2 separate regions of the Anser cygnoides genome follow, and region 1 is linked to region 2. A link is a contact called in public Hi-C data. All regions are on one chromosome and are shown on one strand. Each heading gives the region's core, a stretch centred on a gene start, on an enhancer-like site or on the middle of the called end of the contact. The rest is flanking DNA. Distances are from core to core; before and after follow the strand shown.

Region 1 (2,788 bases), core at 125-2,624, 170 kb after region 2:
TTCTCTCTAATTTTCAAGATTAGTAAAAAAAAAAAACCACACAAGAGAACACTAAAAAGCTTACCAGCATGCTCAGAGGCATGTGTTCCTGGTGTTATATGAACATCCATCTTAAAAAGCATGAAGAAAGAAAAAGGTGTCCAGTTAACAAAACATTGGAAGTTCAAAGTAAAACTATTTAATGAAGAAAATACAGCAATAACAAGACAAAACAAAAAAGACATTCTTGCCAATGCCAGATACTCTACACTGCAGCATAAAACCAGGCCTAAAATCAAGAAGCCTCAAGATCTCCCGTGCCATGCTGTAGAGGCCAGCAGGTACCTTCCCATCATAACCCCACTCACCTGTGACATGGCCATCACAGAACTGGAACTCTGCACCCATTTTTCAGTTTAGTTCCTTCCCCAATTCCTAGAGTGTTTCCCTCCCCCACCATAATACAAAAGAAAAAAGCTCCGGTTATTTTATGCTGTAAGTTAGCTAGCTGGTTTTTAAACACCATTCCTCCCTTGTGCTTTCAGAGTGATTTCATTACTCACCTTAAATCTCTCAGGCAGAGATCTGATCAATTTTACTTTGATGGACAGGCCGATTAACGTCGCCATGCTGCAGTGGGGAATCGTGGGCGTGAACTCCACTGCCACGGTGCTCTCGGCATCGTTCACCTGTTGGAAAGCAAGCAAATAATTCCTGTGTGCAAAGCTCACTGCCTTCACCCCAGCTAGCTGGAGGCACGTTGTGTGCAACACAGCTTGAAGCTGTGCTTTGCTGCTTGGGGGTTCTTCACTGCTTTAAAGACTGCTAATGCAGTAGTTAGCTAATAATAAACCTCTTCTCATGGCACAAAACCAAACAACCAAACATCCTCACACAAACAAACAACCAGAAACAAAGCAAAAGAGAACAAGAAACCTCACTTTAACTCGAACTTGCTCAACAACATTCAGCTCCTCCAGGGTGAGGGGGTGCTCAGGATCATTGATGGAGCGGATGAGATGTGTCAGGTTAAGGAAAGGGCACTGTCCTGTGTCCTGTCCCTGATCCTGATCCTGCCCTGCCCTGTCCCCCTGTCCTGTACCCTGCCCTGCCCCGGCCCGGCCTGGCCTGGCCCGGCCCTCCCGTCAGGATATCGAAGATCTCCCGGTCGTCGATAGAGTCGGGCAGCTCGTCGTCCTCCTCCCTCGCCGTCACGGGCCGCTCCCCGGAGCGGCGGTAGATGAGGGGGTTGGCGTTCTCCAGCGGCGCCCCGCCGGCCGGGCCCACCATGGCTGGAGGTGGCGGAAGGAGCCCGGCCGCCCTTCGCCGCCGCACCGGGCGGGCGGAGCCGCGCTGAGGGAGCGGGGCGGCCCCGCTGCCTGTGCGGCAGCGCCCTCGTGTGGGCAAGCGGCGTGCTGCCGCGCACAGCCCTCGTAACGGGGTTACCGCGCTGTGATCGCGCGGTAGTACATCGTCTGCTTCAGACTTTCTGCTGTATGTCTGATTTCTCCTCACAAAAAAAAAGGTGAAGTGTAAGTTTTTGTTGTTGTTGCTCAGGTGACACCTTGCTGCCTGCATCAAGTCGTAGTTATCGGTAGTAAAACACCTCAGGCTGCTGGAGGTGGCTTCCCCGATGACTAGCAGAAATAAAAGCTTGGATCCCGTGTTACTGATAAAAATATTTGTGCAATAGATGCTGGCATAGGTGTCGTAACTTCTTTGGCAGCCATTTGACACCTGTCACTAACAGGCTGTGAGGCTGAATACCAGGAACTTTTCAGTTACCACCAGTGGCTGTACAGCACATTTTATTCTGACAGCTCAACTAGCTGATTAGCTAGAGTGTCAGGTTTAGAAAGCACGCACTTTTCTCTCTGTGTCGGTATTGTTGCTGTTGTAGACAGTTCTTTCAATTCAGAATACTATAATAAAAGTGAATATTGACTTTTTTTTTCTCTTTTCCTTTGTGCTCATTTGTTCTTTAGCAGATTTAATCAATGTAAATCACTATAAATTAAATAGCAATGTATTTAATTGCTAATACATCTGATACTACATTTGTTGACTGAAAAAGGAGAGGAAAATGGTAAGAAAATGCTGGTCCAGATGGCTGAGGTGAGTAAGAGTTGTTAATTTGGGACGCACTCAGAGTTCATTTAAGCTGATTGAATCCCACTGCCTGCTTTTGTCTTTTGAGTCGGTCATTTTTACAGTGAAAGGTCATACAAGGAAGTTTTCTAGCCCATTCTTTGGAGGTTTTCGTGATCCAATACAGTATGTGGACTTCTCATTTTGGGCATCTGCATTAGACCAGCTAAGTGTTAACTTTGTATTCCATATAAAAATTGAGTGACTGAATTTGAACCAAAAGGTGATAAGAGGATAACTCATTTATATCAGATAATAGTGCTAACTCTGATTTACACTGTGAATTCATTTTCTGAGATTTATTTCAATATTTAGTCATTGAGATGAAGACAAGGGATGGAAATCTGGGTTTTAAATTAAAAGATATGTTGTGTTAGCAGAAGCTTGGGAAAATGGGATTTTATGTGTCAGAAAGCTGTTCACCTGGAAGGAGTCTCATTTTCCCTTCTTTAATATAGACCTCACCTCCTACTTATATCTTTTCATTTTCAGATTGATCTGGAACAAAAATAACTGCAACAGAAAGAATTTTCCAGAAAGACTTGAGGGAAGTATTAAAAATAAGAGGCAAGGTATGTTCTATGATGCATGTTTGCACAGTTCCGAGTGAAATCTGTGAGAAATTTTCACACATCTCCACCACTAGCACAACACAGAGACT
Region 2 (2,700 bases), core at 102-2,601:
GGACCACACTTACTATACTCTTCTAAGCGTTCTAGCGGAATCCAACAGCTTATACCACAACAATAAGAAAGAAGCACTTCATTGTTCAGTATTACATTTCATTTATTTAAATATATCTTATAAAACTAACAGGATAAACCAGAAAGAAAATAAATCCACCAGCCTGAAGACAAGAATGGCATAGATCACATTACATAAGCTAATTTTAACAAAATGATACGTCAATTTGTTCGCATCATTGTTTTCGACGTGCTTTGCTTCTACCAAAAAAAGAAAATCCTCATGCTTGCATGTGCTACTTACCAAAAACAAGAATATTTTTGCCTGAGGGCAATTTAGATCTCGACCGGGTAGAAACTTCACTCAGTATCGAAGACCTAGAAAAAGAGCATCGTCCTCGTTAGGCTGACAGGCACACACTGCACACAGGCACCAGCACGCACCGCTCGTCTGACAGCGCTGATGAGCTCAGCAGATCTACGCGGACCAATCCAGTCACATTCATTCTATTTACAAACTAGGCTTGTTACAGGTAAAGATTTGAGTTCATTTTAATAAAAAGCCTCCCCAGAAGAGTGCCACCTTTTTGAGGAAAGCTTTTATAGCTCCTAGAGCACGGGCACTGAAGCCTCCTGAAGCTGCTCTCCCGCAGAAGAGCTCACGTTACTGCTCAGCATTACTTCCCAGCTGATGACTAACTCTTCCCACAATCCATTACTGCATTTCACACGCATTTCTTTTTCTTTTTAAACAGATAACTGACTGAAAAGCAACACATCGAATCCCCCAGGCCCCATCCCGCAACCCGCCGTGCGCCACGACCCAACCCCCGGCTCTGCCCCCATCCCCGCCGGCCCTGTTCCCCCACCGGGCCGGGAAGCTCCTGTCAGCGGGCTGCGGGCTTCGCTCCGCCACGGCCGGGGCTCGGGGCTCCGCCACAGCCGAGGCTCGGGGCTCCCGCCCGCCGCAGGAGGGCCGGGGCGGCGCCGCTGGGCAGGGGGACCCCGCCGTGACAGGCACGGGACGCCCGGCTGGCGGGGCACGAAGGACGCGCGCGTGCCCCCCTCCCTCGGCCGGGGGCTTACCACAGGTTCTGCCCTTCCTCCTCCTCGCTGGGCAGCTCGGCGCCGCCGGGCCCGTCCGGCCCCAGCAGCTTCTTCTCCACCAGCACGGGCGCCATCTTGCGAGCCGCAGCCACAAAGAGTGACCTCAGCCGGGCGCGCCGAGGACCCCGCTCCTCCCTCTCCCCGGCCCGCCCGCCGCTGCTGCCGCCACCGCCCGGTGCCGCCGCCGCCGCCCCCCGCTCCCGGCTGCGCCCTGCCCGGCCCGGCGCTGCCTCACGCGGCCGCGCAACCGCCCGGTGCCGCGGCCGCGACGCGATCAGGCGGCGCCCGGGCAGCCCCGGCAGCGCCTCCGCCCTGGGCGGTGCCTCCCGCGGCGGGGGGCGGCCTTCGGCAGCGCCCTCTGGTGCCGGAGGGTGAGGGGGAGACGGGGCCGGGATTAGGGAAGGGGACGGGGCCGGGATGAAAGGGGACGGGGCCAGAGCCCTGCCCGGGCTCTCGGTGACTTCCCGGTGTGCGGGGTTAGTGTGTGCAGTGTGAATAGTCAAGCGATAGATGTAGTCAGAGGGCTGGAATAAAGCTCGAAGATTTCCACCCACCTTCGTGCATCCCTCCGATAAATTTTGTTCTTCTACTCGTGTTACAAAACAATTCCCACTTTTTTTTTTTTATGCAAACATGCTTTCTCTCACGATTGGGCAGTGACCATCAGGCACTTGCACTTTTCAAAGCACGAGGTAGCATAAGAAGTCTAAAAGTGACATGAATGGTTCTTATGCAACTATATTACTAATAACCATTTCGCGTGCATTTCAAAGCAGTTTATACAAGAAAATACAGTTACCAAGAGTGTTCGGTCAATCACTGTCAGACAGAGATGAATCGACTTGCACAAATTCACACAACGCGTCTCTACTCGCTTCCAGTCATGACTCTTCCTTTCTGGATTTTACAAGAACGATTTAATGATGCCTATTTCAGCAATTTTCATTACGAGAGAATTAATGCGGCAGAGGAGATTGTGGGGATTTCAGCCTTGGAGATTTTCAGCACTTGACAAGGCACAGAGCACCCAGACTAACTTTGAAATTAGGCCTGCTCTAAGGAAGTTGGATTACTGACTCCAGAGGTCATTCACAGTCTAAATTATTACCTATAATTAGGTATATTGTCAATATTGTGATACTCTGATTACATCTGTTACTAAAGATGTATGTCTTACATATTTTCTCCACTTCAAATATATTTAGGCCAGAATAATATGGATTACTAATATACATTCAGATACTACACAAAATAGAAGCTTGCCTGGACTAGCTTTTGAGTCCTTGGAAAAATACTTTGTGGAGCGCGTAACAGACCAAAATCTCCCTGACGTACACACCACTCCTTGGTATTACTTTTGGCTCAGGTTCTGCAAATATGTAGGCCAATATTTAATTACACCACTTGGAATAGCTCCATTCATAAACGTTTATAGGATTGGGCCTTTACAAAGATATGCCTTAAGGCATCTTTTATAGGTTCTTTAATATTTTAATAATATATATTTAAAAAAGTGCAACAGCTGAAAAACATTAAAAAACTATTTATATATATCAGCATCAGCATCGGTGCAAGTCCTTCAGTTTCAGGTTAT

What was found. A called contact is a pair of places that touch in the nucleus more often than the background predicts.
Region 1: a contact with region 2 is called in a Hi-C map of liver, with 7 times the contacts expected there. The contact joins the promoter of LOC106033299 here to the promoter of DYNC1LI2 in region 2. A contact is called at or near these places in 2 of 7 Hi-C or Micro-C datasets (both in liver).

What each region holds. Positions count from the first base shown.
Region 1 is chr12:9,957,071-9,959,858 of Taihu_goose_T2T_genome, forward strand. It overlaps LOC106033299 (fatty acyl-CoA hydrolase precursor, medium chain-like), which reads left to right and starts at 1,375. Exons shown (of 14, transcript XM_013176725.3): 1 at 1,375-1,504; 2 at 2,620-2,699. The coding sequence starts at 1,476. CIAO2B (cytosolic iron-sulfur assembly component 2B) reads right to left here and starts at 1,572. Exons shown (of 5, transcript XM_067004188.1): 1 at 1,132-1,572; 2 at 921-998; 3 at 543-668; 4 at 65-110. The coding sequence starts at 1,557.
Region 2 is chr12:9,783,462-9,786,161 of Taihu_goose_T2T_genome, forward strand. It overlaps DYNC1LI2 (dynein cytoplasmic 1 light intermediate chain 2), which reads right to left and starts at 1,352. Exons shown (of 13, transcript XM_048068901.2): 1 at 1,086-1,352; 2 at 304-377. The coding sequence starts at 1,180. It overlaps TERB1 (telomere repeat binding bouquet formation protein 1), which reads right to left. Exons shown (of 20, transcript XM_067004179.1): 20 at 1,769-2,700.